Regions from separate parts of the Muntiacus reevesi genome. Here region 1 is linked to region 2. A link is a contact called in public Hi-C data. All regions are on one chromosome and are shown on one strand. The core of a region is the stretch at or near the end of the contact, and the rest is flanking DNA. Distances in the headings are between cores, read along the strand shown.

Region 1 (6,408 bases), core at 593-3,092, 140 kb before region 2:
ACCCTGTGGTGACCTAAAAGGGAAGGAAATCCAAAAAAGGGGATACATGTATACCTACAGCTGATTCACTTTGCTTTACAGGAGAAACTAACACAACACTGTAGAGCAACTATACTTCATTAAAAAATAATTTTAAAAATAAAACCGTTAAGTGATGTCTACTGACAGTCAAACATTCGCTAGGAAAATGTAACCTGAACTTCAATCCACTTCAGTTAGTGACAATAATCTCTTTGGGCTACAGTTCTCCCATTTAAGAAACAAGGCTCTCTGAATACCTTTCAACTCGGACTACCTTTGTCTTAATTTTCCAACTTAGTAAACCAATCAGAAACAGAAACCACACCATACACTTGTCTTCAAGTGGCCCAATACCACCAACAGAGACAATTATGTAGCTATTTGTATCAAAACAACAAAAAAGAAATCTCTTTTGAAACTAAGAACTTTGAGCAAGCCTACACATGGAGGTTTTCCTGACTGATTACTGCCTATTGGTAAAGGAATCTGCTTTATCTTATATGCCTGAAGACTTAAGGAAAAAGACTAGATTGGAAATTCAGAGACCCATGTTCTCATCCCAGTGTGCTCCAAATCAGTTGTTAGACCTTGCTCAAGTAGTTCCTCTTATGAAGCCCATGGCACCTGCACAATGAAAGAGCTGATCTCTTAAGAGCTTAGCTAATTTTAACAGTTATTACCTCCATTATCCCCTTATTTCTGAACTTCACTTGTTTTGTGTAATTTATGCCCAACTCTGTTGATGGTAACTGTTAGATGGAAAAACCCACAGACACAATTAATCATGCTAACCGGTAGCTTTAAATATTAACTCCATCGGATTTCCTTAAAAAAGTTAGAGGCGAGTCATTCTTTTGGCTTAAAGAAAATGATATAGGACAAAATTTAGGGACTGCTGGTTTCTTAAAACGATTTTCCGTTTTCTCTAAAGATACTTCACTGCAATCACTTCTAAAATGCATGACCCAACTCCAGTCTCTTAGTCAGAGATGACTAAACGAGGTATCCGAAGGTCTGTGTAAGAATGGGTTAACTCGGGTCTTTTCTACAAAAAATAAAGGCAAACACAACGCAAACGTCTACCTAGCATTCCTCAACAGCTTCCGATTTACTTTTTCAGAAGTTTCCATGCCACGTCCCAACTTTAATTCGCGCTAGGAAGGGAAGCAGCTGCTGCCCGGATCGAGACCTGCCATCAGCTAAACAAGACCGTGTAGCGCCTCCTGGGCCCGGAGATGACACGCGGCGCCTGGTAGACAAAGCTCGGCGAGAGGTTCCAAGGGGAACCAGCCGTTCAAGCTGAGAATCCAAAGCAGCCAAGCAACGGTTCCGTCTCCCGAGCGGAGCTCGGAAAGCGGGCGGGTGCGAGGGAAAGGGCCGTTAGGGGGTCGCCGGGTGGCGGCCCGGGCCCCTCCCAGGACTCGGACAGCGGCCTCCGGGTCCCGCTCTCCACGCTGGCCCCGCGCGGGCCCCGGGCGCCGCCAACCCCCGAGCGGCCGCGGGCCCCCGCCTCGGGCAGCGCGCCCGCACCTCCACGTCGATGTCCAGGAAGCCGCCCTCGGCCACCTCGAAGATGAGGCCCATCTTGGTGCCCGAGGTGACCCGCTCGAAGAAGCATTCCTCTGCATGGGCGTCAATGCTAACGAAGTAGCCCGAGGCCGTGGCCAGGAGGGCGGCCAGGAGCACCAGCAGCTCAGCGAGCGTCACCATGGTGGGGCTGGGGCCGAAGCCAGGACCGGGACTGCGGCCTCCGGAGCCGCCGTCGTCGCTGCCGCCACCGCTGCCTTCTCAGCCGCCGCCGCCTCAGCTCCGCCCCTTCCGGCTGCGCCACCCGAGGGGGCTGATGCGGGCGCCGCGGATTGGCGAGCGCCCGTAGCTGCCACGTAACGGCCGCACGGCGGCCGCCGAGGGACAAGAATGCTCCGCGCGTCTCGAGCCTGGACGGTGGCTCAGAAGGACCAGAAACCATCGTTTCCGTTACTAGTTCCATTCGTGTACTACCTAAACTTCTATGGGCCAAACTAGGAAGCGGTAGCATCAAGAAACCTCTGCCTCATGCAAGACGCTCTTAGGATTATCCATAAAGACAGCGGAAGATTTGGAGGCAGCAATAGTAGTGTAAGGAGGAGATGGGGCTGAAGCCAAGGGCTTTGAACATTTATGTTAGCCTGCTCTCAGCTCAAAAAAAAAAAAAAAAAAACCACGACGGGGGAAAGACGGGGTGGGCATAGATTGGGAAGGGGCACGAGGGAACCTTCTGTGATGTTGGACATGTTATATCATATCGTCGCTAAATGATGGTTAGATATTAATGTAAAGGGCTTCCCTGGTGGCTCAGATGGTAAAGACCCTGCCCATAATGCGGGAGACTCAGCTTCGATCCCTGGGTCAGGAAGATCCTCTGGAGAAGGGAATGGCAAACCACTCCAGGAAGATGTTGGAAATGTTTTATCATATCGTCACTAAATGATGGGTACACGAGTGTTTACATATGCTTTTTTTTAAAAGCTCAAGCTGTATACTTGAGTAGTGCTCCATATTTTTTGCTTTACTGTATGTCTATAATACAACCACATACACACAAAAAAATGTACCTTGGCTACATCCTCCAAAATTAGAAGTCTCTCATCTCCCCAAAAGTCTTCCTGACACCCCACACCCCCTTAAATTTTGCCAGCTACGAAGACAATTTTTTCCTCACCCTTTGCCTCCTGAGGTACTCCTACACATCCCTCAAAACCCAACTCAAATGTCAGCTCTAGACCTCCTCCTGCACAATACTAGCTCCTTCCTCTGTGCTTAGAAGGCAGATCTGTGCCTCCTGAGTTGCAGTCATTTACCACTGTGCCACTCCCGAGGCACTAGTCTTGGCATACATGTGCTTGTGTGCTGTGCTTTCAGGCCTTACCACAGGGCCACAAAAAACCTCACCCATGACATGGTAGTTGACATATCAAGTTCACTGAACTGGCCTGAGCATGAGGAGATCTGGGTTGTTACTCCAGCTTGGCACATAGCTGTGTGACCTTATTTATGTTCCATCACCTCTCTGAACCTTAATTTCCCTATCTGTAAAAAATATGACATCACACTCTTTGCTTATCTGGTAAAGTTATCATGAAAATCAGATGACACTACGTGCTGTGCACGTTTGGGGAATTATTTCTTCAAAGACTAGCAGGCAATAGGGGGCAGTAGTGGCCTAATATCCAGTTTCCTGGACAGGTGTCAAGAAATAGGTACAACTAGGGTAATGATGGAAGTTTCCTGGCTATGACGATATGTTATTGAACTCAAGAGTTCTAATAATGGTCCCCTGATTCCACACCTTGCAAACTGGCAAGGGCCCTGCTTCTCTTGGCAGGTCAGTTCTGTAGTGTCGTCCTGGCAGCCATCACTGGAGGGAGGCTCAGCCTAGAGCCTGCTCTTCCAGCTTCACCAATCCATTTGGAAGCCTCTATTTCCCTATACTGGGCTTCCCTGGGGTCTCAGTGGTAAAGAATCTGCCTACCAATGCAGGAGACGCTGGTTCAGTCCCTGGGTTAGGAACATCCCCTAGAGAAGAAAGTGGCTTACCCACTCCAGTATTCCTGCCTGGGAAACCCCATGGACAGAGAAGCCTGGCAGGCTGCAGTCCAAGAGGTCACAAAAGAGTCAGACACAACAACTTAGCGACTAAATAACAACAACAACAATTTCCCTATAGTAAATCTCTTCTTGCTTACAAGACCATCAGAGGTTTCCTATTAAACTGAATTAAACGGGTGAATATCATCTTTTTGACTTCCCAAGCAACCCAGCTCTGTAGAAAAGTCACAAGAACAATTCTGTTTTTATCTAGACATTAAATAATAATTTTCATTTTCAAACTGATTCAATAACATTCTAACCCACTTGTCAGGGTTTTAAAATGTGGATATTTATATCACTGGACCACAGTGAATTGTATATTATGGGAGTTTTATTATGTAAGTCAAGGGACTCACTTTAGGGATCAGGCAGTTTATATGAGAGATGGCACCAGCTTAAGGCAATAAGAAGTAGGAAGGACTGTGGCAAACAGGAGCATAGATTCTGTATCTGAATACATTCAGGGGACTTCTCTGGTGGCCCAGTGGCTTAGACTCCATGCTCTCTATGTACAGGGCACAGGTTCGATTCCTGGTTATAGAATTAGATCCTACATGCCGCAACTGAGAACCCTACATGACACAACTAAGACTCAGTTTAGCAAATAAAATAAATACATTCAGCCCCAATTTTTGAAAACATGGTGGTGGGCCAAGCCAAAGACAACACCAGAAGTCATCTATAAATTTTTATATTATAAAAGTAACAGTGCTATCTAAAAATTGGAAAAGAGACAAAATTAACTCTAATCACAATACTATAAAATCTGTCAACTACTTGGTATAGTTTCTTCTTTGCCCAGGTTTTTCTTTTTAGCATCCTTGTCATAGTTACTCGAGCTTCCCAAGTGGCCCTAGCCATGAAGAACCTGCCTGCCAATGAACCCGCCTGCCAATGCAGGAGATGTAAGAGATAAAAGTTTGATCCCTGGGTCAGGAAGATCTCCTGGAGGAGGGCATGGTAACCCACTCCAGTATTCTTGTTTAGAGATTCCCTGGCAGGCTCCATGAGGTCGCAAAGAGTTAGACAAACTGAAGCAACTTAGCACCCATGCATGCATGCATAGTTAGTCATCAGGTATCTTTCAACAATATTTCAGGATTTGAAAACAAATTAATTCAAAGAACTACAAGTTCTCAGGACTTGTCACCCACAGAGTTGTTCAACCATCACCACTGTCTAGCTTCAAAACACTTTATCACCCCTAAAAGAAATCCTGACCCATTAGCAGTCATATCCCATTCCCCATTCCCCTGACCATATTTTGTTTAGCTATTCACTTTCATGGACTTTGGGTTGTTTCTACTTTGGGGTTATTATTAGGAACGTTGCTATGAACATTTCCGTACATATTCTTGATGGATATAGATTTTCCAATTCTCTTGGGTATATACCTGGAGAGGACAAGATAAATTATCTTTTCTGGGAATCAGGAGTTTGTTGTGGCAGAAACCAGGAAACTAGGTTAGACACTGATGAGGTATTTGCATCAGTTGCATAGTCAGTTCTCAGATGCTGACAGGTTTTAAAGGGAATAACAAAGGCTGCTTCCCCAGAAAGGCTAGATCAGCTTTCTGCTGTTTGGGTATTAACATTCCCCTTCACTTCTGGTCCCACGGAAGTTCTCTTTTAAAAAGTAGAGAAGAAAAAAATAAAATAAAAAGTAGAGAAGAGTAAAGGAAACTAGAGAATTTTCTTTCATTTTTCTTTTTTTCATTTTCAGTTTTTAAATGTTACTTTATGAAGAACAATATTGATATAAAAATGAAAATTCAAGATAAGTTTAACCATAATGTCATCACCTAATCAAATAAGCCGTCCTGCGACGTACTAGGACCTTCATCTCATACCCATCCTGGCCCTATCTGCTCACCTCTGTATCACAAGGAAATCTGTTTCCCAGGCTCCCTTTCACTGTGCTTCCTGGTAAGTTCAGCCAGTCACAGGCACTGGCAAAATACTGGAGGGCTGAGGAAGGAAGAAGCCAGAGCATTTGTCTCCCTTGGTGCTTTGGGAAGCATCTCTGCCAGTGACTGCATGTTCGAGGCTCCAGATCTTCTGAAAGTCCAGGTTTTACTGGATGGTCCTGGCTCCTGGGCTCTGATAGTCCTACTTCCTCCCTTCCTTTCTGTAGTCCTAAATGGATTAATATCTTTCTGCTGTTGATAACCTATGCCTTTGTTTCACAATCTTGTTTGGCTCCTCAGCGCTATCATTGCCTGCTGTGATGGTTTCAAAATACATTCAGGAGTTCTGTGAATTTCCTATCTTTAAAAGTTGCAATCTAGGGAATTCCCTGGTGGTCCAGTGGTTGGGGCTCTGTGCTTCCACTGCAGGGGGCATGGGTTTGATTCTCATATGCTATAGCAGCCAAAAAAAAAAAAAAAAATTTTGGAGCTTAATTGCCCTCCCCTGGAATGAGAGGCAGAACTTAGTGACTGACCTCTAAGAGAATGTGGCAGAGATGACTATCTATGACTTATGAAGCTAGGTCATAAAAGGAATTGTTACTTCAGGGTTCTCTTGATTCCTCTGAAGGAAGCCAGCTACCATGTCATAAGGACACTCAAGCAGCTCTGGGAGACAGTCCCACAGGGAGAGAAACTCAGGCCTCTTGTTGACAGCCACGTGAGGGCACCATCTCGGAAGTGGCTCCTCCAGCCCCAGTCAAGCCTTCAGATAATGATGCAGCCCCTGCTGGTATCTTGAATGCAGTCTCCTGAGAGATCCCGTATCAGGACTGCTCAGCCAAACTGC
Region 2 (6,987 bases), core at 2,904-5,403:
CTTATTAGCAGGTCATGCAAGTGTCCTGTCCCATGAGAAATGTCCTAGGAGGCAGGGGATCCAGGCACTGTGGTATCTCAGCGTAGATTACTGCCCTGAACCACTGTGCTATAGCCATTAGGGTTTGAGGGTTAGGCTAACCAACAAAGAGTCCCTGTATCTGTGCAAAGTCATGGATGCAAACAAGAGCATCCATCCTTGGGTTATGGCCTGGGAGACAAAGATTGGGTATCTCTCCCTGCATCTGCCCCAGAGGTGCTTTGTGACAAAGGCCAAGTCTCTTCCCCAGCCTGGGCTGCAGCATCCTCATGGATAAAAACCAAGATCAATGAATCCCACAACCTACCGAGGGCACCTTCCGACACCCACATAAACAAATGGCTGTCACTTTAAGTAGCTGCCTCCTCCTCCTCTTAGAAGGGATAAGACGGTGGATTAAATGGTAAGGCACTGCTCAGGACACAGCCTCCCAAATCAGCTCATGCTTTAGAATCCTTCACAGCAGGGCTGGGGAAGTCCCTCCATCCCCACCCAACCACTAACTCCGGTAGGATAGGGTACTCGGCCCACTTGAATATCCAAGAGACTATGCAGAGACAGATTCCAAAGGGACACTGGGACACCCAGATTGAGCCATTTGAAACAGTGTCTGTTACCTCTGCAGGGCAGAGAAGGTTTGTAGTTTGTTGCCAAACAATCAGGGGGATCTTGGTTTGGAGGCAAGAAACAGTTGCTCAAGTCATCTTGTCCATTTCTCATACTATTTTCACTCCCCCACCCCACACACATACCCATGGCTACATCTTCCTCTATTTTAGCAGAGATGCAGAGGATACACTAAAACACAAGTCTAGCACCCATTCCTCTCAACTCTGCAGCACTAGTAGCTAGAAAATGTAGTACAAATCATTCAGTAAAGTTGTAGAACAGTTTCTTTTCTCTGTCATGAGGTTCCTATGTGCATAACAAATACATATACCCAGTCACAGAAATAAAAACTCTTAATGGTGCCCAGGATCTCACATAAATAGAATTCATCACCAGTGATACTAATCGCTAACATTTAGTGAATATTTGAAAGTGTTAGTCACTCAGTCCTGTCTTACTCTTTGAGACCCCATGGACTATAGCCTGCCAGGCTCCTCTGTCCATGGGATTCTCCAGGCAAGAATACTGGAGTGGGTTGCCATTCGCTTCTCCAGGGGATCTTCCTGACCCAGGGATGTAGAAACTGAGGCTTCAGGAAGATAAATCACTTGCCTAAGGGTTTTGTGACTAAGATACTGATAAATATGAAGATGCTTTAGCATAAAAAAATGTATACTGCTGCTCTCAAATTCAAGACACTAAAATACTAATTCATTCATTTGACAAGCATTTATTCATTACCTACTGTGTTCCAGGCCCTTTGCTAAAGACACAACAATGAACACAGAGATAGGGCACAGTGAGGCCAGAGGGGTGGGAAGGGTGCTATAGGATACAGTGAGGACTGTGGATTTCCTCCTAAGAGCAAGAGGGTATGGTTAGGGATGGGAGGAGTGGTGAGAAGCACATGACAAAAATCTGTATTCTTGGGGACCACTCTAGCTCCATTGTGACTGGAGACGGTCACAATGGAAAGAGGGAGACCAAGTAGGAGGCCATCTGATAGATGGACAGATCTTACCCAAAGGGATACCCTTGAGGCTATAAATATTTATATGATTGTAAAATGTCTAAACCAGAGAGGAGTTGCCAGATATCTGAACATTATGTTCATGTGACTTAGCAGGGCTCTCAAAGTGAGTTACAAGTAGCTACAAGCTGTGCACAAAGACTGCTTTTCTAGAAGAAAAAGACTGACCCTTCATTTGAAGTACTGTAAATAATTCGATATCTGATGACACTAAATGCCCAATTTAATGGTTTGCAAGAATAATGAAGCCTAAGAAATCAATAACTACAAATGGGGTGGGGGTCAGGTGACTCTGAGAATCACTGACCATACATTACAAAGGTGATTCATAAGCCTGTTATGCTAGAAGCTGGGAACTCTCCTCTTCACTTTGGCTAAATAAGAGAGGTAGAGGGACTTGCCTGGTGGCCCAGTGGTTAAGACTCTGCCGTCCAGTGCAGGGGGGTGAGGGTTCCATCCCTGGGGAGCTAAGATCCCATGTGCCTCCAGGCCAAAAAACCAAAACATAAAACAGAAGCAACACTGTAACAAATTCAATAAAGACTAAAAACAGTCCACATAAAAAAAAAATTTTTTTTTTTTTAAATAAGGGAGGTAAAGTGGAACAAGCAAAGACACAGAATGGCTAGGGTATGTCCAGTGACTTTGGCCTTCAGCTTCCACCTCTGAAAAATGAAAATAACAGTTTGTAAAGATTAACTGACATAATAAAGTACCTGGCTCTCGGTGATAATTATTATTAACCGTTATTAAGTATGTATTTCAATGGCCAAGAGGTTCACTTTGTTTCCCCCTACAGATTATTTAAGCAAACTATTTTTAAAATGCACTACTGTTAAAATAGGTAGTTTAAATGATTTTGGTGTGATGGGAAAAATTAAAGGGGCTTCCCTGGTGGCTCAGCCGGTAAAGAGTCTGCTTGCAATGCAGGAGACCTGGGTTCAATCCCTGGGTTGGGAAGATCCCCTGGAGAAGGAACTGGCAACCCACTCAAGTATTCTTGCCTGGAGAATTCCATGGACAGAGGAGTCAGGTGGGCTACAGTCCAAGGGGCCACAAAGAGTCAGACATGACTGAGTGACTTTCACTTTCATAGTTTTATTCAGATTTGTCAGATAAATTAGCCAGATATTATTAAATATACTTTTAGATGCTTAACACTTTCCTGAAGAATAATATTTGAGGCATCTTACTATTCTCTGTGGACTGGGTTATGAAGCTCTTTAACTTGAAGTTCACTATGCCTTATTTCTTAATCAAAATCTAGGTAAGTCTTGTTCCCAAACACCCTAAAGGGATGCTACGAGAAGAAATGATGCAACTGGGTGCAGGGACTGAAAACAAAGAAGCCCAATAAATATTTGCTGAATGAATCCTTCTTTTGTTCATTATGATCGCTATGGGGAGCCTGGGCTTCCCTAGTGGCTCAGACGGTAAAGATCTGCCTGCATAATGCATTAGGCAAATTCCTACTAACGTGTAATACCTTGGGAATTTTGAGAAAAATGTAACACCTCGACTTATTTCTTTTACATAATAATTCAAGTGAACCGGCACGCTCAAGTTTTTGCATGAAGGAGACACAGCGGCTGGAAACGACCAGCGGTTAGAGATCACTTTGCCGCATAACATGGGTCTGTCCTGACAGCAAACTAATTGTGCGAAGAACTTCAGGCAGAGACATCGACTCCCTCGCGGCTGCACAACCCCACCCAAGCCATCTCCCGTGGGCAGGAGCCCTGATCAGCTGCGGCGCGAAGGGCCGCCCCGGGAGGTGCCAGGGGACCTGTCTTACCCCCAAGGTGGGCCAGCGGGGCCCGTCCCCGCCCCGGCGGCGCAGAGCTGACTCAGTGCGTGGAAAGGGAAAGGAAGGCGCCTGCCGCGGTGTCCACTCGGACGCGCTCCCCACCAAGTAGGGTACCGATCTGTGCCCTCGCTCGGGATCACCTCCTTTCCAAACCAGAGAGAGCCCCTAAGCAAGCGAAGCCTCGCCCTCCCCCTCATTTGTATCAATGACAACCATTCCCTTGAGGTGCTACGCGCTTTAGTTTCCAAACAGCCTTGACATATGGCCCCGTTGCCTCTCGAGAGGCAGGTCACCAAGTGCCCACACTTTAAAAAGGGGAAACCGAAGTACGGGACTGGAAGGGGTTTCTGGGGGCTTCGGGAGCGAGGGTGGGGAAGAGATGAGAAAGGTTCCGCAGCCCCTCCCCCCGCAACCTTACTAGTACCCGCGCTCCTTCCGAGCAGCCGGCGGGAGAGCGCCTTCCCGCCGCCGCTCCCGCCACTTCGGTGTCGCCTGCAGGGCGACCCCCCAACCCAGCAGCCCCGGCGCTGGCCACCGGGGCCAATACCTCTAGCCATAGCCCTGCTCTGTCACCGCCTAGGATCTCCCGGGAAACGCAGCTTTCGAAAAAAGTTGCAACAACTGTAGCCAACTGCTCCGCAGGGTCCCGGCTGCTGCCCTGATTGGCGACGCTGCCCGTCTCCCCCCAGGCTGCCCGCCGTGATAGGCAAACTTTGGAGGGAAAGCCCGCCCTTTTCCCCGCCTCCCTAGCGGGGGCGGGGCGAACGGCCGCACTTTCTACAAACGCTTTCGGGACAGGTCTCAGAGGAGGAAGAGGGAGGGGGTTTAAATTTTACCGTTTCTCCGAATTGATTGGCTGTCCTGGAAGGGGAGCTGCGCTGCCATTGGGGGGCTCCAAACTCCTCCCTCTGCCGGTGCTGAAGCTCCGCCCCGTGGAGGTTTAGTCACGCGTCTGGCGGCCCCGGCTCGGAGTAGAACCATAGGGGACTTCCGGTTTTTCTCTGGTTTGACCGGAACTCGACCTTTGACCTCTCGACCACCCCTACGGGAAGCCTAGCCCCCAGCAGTTTAACACCCGAACCACCTTGACCTTTCCAGCAGTTTAATCCATTCATTCCTAGGTTGCAAGGTTTATGGAGTTTGTTCTTCCAGTATTCAAAACCCGCGGGCAGAGTTCTTACCAACTGACTTGAGTCAGCCTCCCGGAACCACAGAGATCCTAGTCCAACATACCCCAACTGTTTTACAGATGGGGAAACAGGATCAGCAGGAACAGGTAACTCACTTGCTGCCCAACGTCACGGAACAGTTTATTTCTGGGTCCTGGATCAGTCTTTTGAGTCCTAGTCCACTAGAGGGCTTCCCTCACCCCAGGGAAACAACCCTGTGCCTTTTTCCACCCAGAGGAGCCTCGGTCGGTTAAGTCCCTGAGAAGCACAGGTATCCTAGGTATTCTTTGCTTTGAACACAGATAAGGTGTTCAGTTACAGCTCTTCCCTGGGGATCCTTCCCGGAGATAGGAGCAGAGGTCCATTCTCTCTCTTTGGTCCCCAAGAAGACTTTGGAATCCCCACCATTGCCCAAGGACCCTATCATTGCACCAGGAAAGTAGAAGAGCAAAACAAGATGTTATATGTGAAAGCACTGGGAAAAGTGGGAAGCAACACTTGTCACTCACTGTGCTTTTTGGTATATCATTTCAGCTCTCTGGTCCTCAGCTTAACCAGCTGTCAAATGATGGAGTCATCTGTGATATGCCAGATTCCTTCCAGCTTCCATAAATATACAGAGGTTTTTACTTTCACTAAGATACATTAATTCAACATTTATTGAGCTGTTTATTGGCTCTGTCCGATTCCCCCAAGGACACAGTGGCAAATAAGACAGATGCCTAATTTTTTTAGGAAATAAGAGACCACTTTTTAAAGGTAATATTAAGGGGCTTCTCTGGCAGTCCAGTGGTTTAGATTTTCACTTCCACTGCATGGGGCACAGGTTTGATCCGTGGTCAGGGAACTAAGATCCAGAATGCCATGGGGAGCAGCCAAAAAATATTTAGGCAAATTTCAAAATAAAGATAATCCTGAATAGTGATTAATGGTGTGGGTAAAATGAAGATAGGGAATTTTACAGAGTGTGTGTGGGGAGATCGTTGGTTCTATAGATTGGTGAAGTTGAGAAATCCTCTTTGAGTTCGTGACTTTAGGTTGTACCCTAAATAAGTGAACCCCAGGGGAGAAGATACTTGCAAGTAGAAGAAATTGTGAAAGCAAATTCCCAGAAGTAGGGATCAGCTTTGGTTGTTTTAGGAAAGAAAAATACACCCAATGTGGTTGGAATTAGGTATATCATGGGGAGAATGGATGGGGCTTCCCTGATAGCTCAGTTGGTAAAGAATCCACCTGCAAATAGGAGCTTGCTCCGTCCACTCCACGCATCGACAGAAAAAAAAAAAAAAAGAATCCACCTGCAATGCACGAGACCCCGATTCGATTCCTGGGTCAGGAAGATCCTCTGGAGAAGGGAAAGGCTACCCAATCCAGTATTCTGGCCTGCAGAATTCCATGGACTGTAGTCCATGGGGTCACAAAGAGTCAGACACAACTGAGCAACTTTTACTTTGGGGGAGAGTGGAGGGGATCAGGCTGGGAAAGTAGACAGGGGCTAGATCGAATAGGCCATTGAAGGCTGTGCTGGTTTCTCAGCTGCAGATGCACTCTTCTCTACCCTGCCCAGCAGTATCCATCCTGCAAACTGTATTGCACCTTTGTCAGCTAGTTTTAGGTTCTGTCGATAGGAGAGGAAACTGGAAGGCAAGGGGAGGGACTCACTCATGCATGCCGTTTTACTTGCTATTCCTATCATGGTAAGTAATGACATTTTGCTTCTGACAGGGCATTTGGTTCACTCTCCAGGTTCTTTCCAGAAATAGCCTCAGTGCGCTACCTCAGAAGTGCCAGCAGCAGCCCCTTTTCAGAGTTCTGAGCCCCAGCTTGGCAGGGCCCCTCCCCTGCCAAGGGGAGGCTCTTGAAGGGCCAGCACCAACATCATGGTGCCTCTTTCTCAGAGGCATAAGAACCAGCCCTCCAGGAATCCTCTTCTGATTCTTCTTGCTCTGCTAACCCCAACTGTTCTCTTTGTTCTCCGGCCCTAGAAGTGGGACCTGCTTCCTGCTGTTATGATTAAATTACTTCAATGTTCCCTTTTTGCTTGTTCAATCCTCCGCCACCTGTTTAATGAATTGCCTATTTTAAAGTCTGTTTTCCTGACCAGACCCTGAAGGACCCAAAAGCCATTAATAAGGACTGAGATTTTTATTGCAAATCTGATAAGAAACCATTGCATGGTTTTGTGTTTGTTTAATATTTATTTATTTGGTTATGTTGAGTCTTAGTTTCTGCACACAGGATTTTCATTGCATCATGATGGATCTTTTGTTGCTATGAACTGACTCTCAAGTTGTGGCCCTTGGGCTTAGTTGCTCTGCAACACATGGGATCTT

The links. A called contact is a pair of places that touch in the nucleus more often than the background predicts.
Region 1: a Hi-C map of muscle shows a contact between it and region 2, with 4 times the contacts expected there. The contact joins the promoter of TMED2 here to the promoter of KMT5A in region 2. A contact is called at or near these places in 2 of 3 Hi-C or Micro-C datasets (blood and muscle).

Annotation. Positions count from the first base shown.
Region 1 is chr13:21,343,267-21,349,674 of mMunRee1.1, reverse strand. It overlaps TMED2 (transmembrane p24 trafficking protein 2), which reads right to left and starts at 1,842. Exons shown (of 4, transcript XM_065904263.1): 1 at 1,552-1,842. The coding sequence starts at 1,731.
Region 2 is chr13:21,209,234-21,216,220 of mMunRee1.1, reverse strand. KMT5A (lysine methyltransferase 5A) reads right to left here and starts at 4,153. Exons shown (of 8, transcript XM_065903683.1): 1 at 4,033-4,153. The coding sequence starts at 4,042.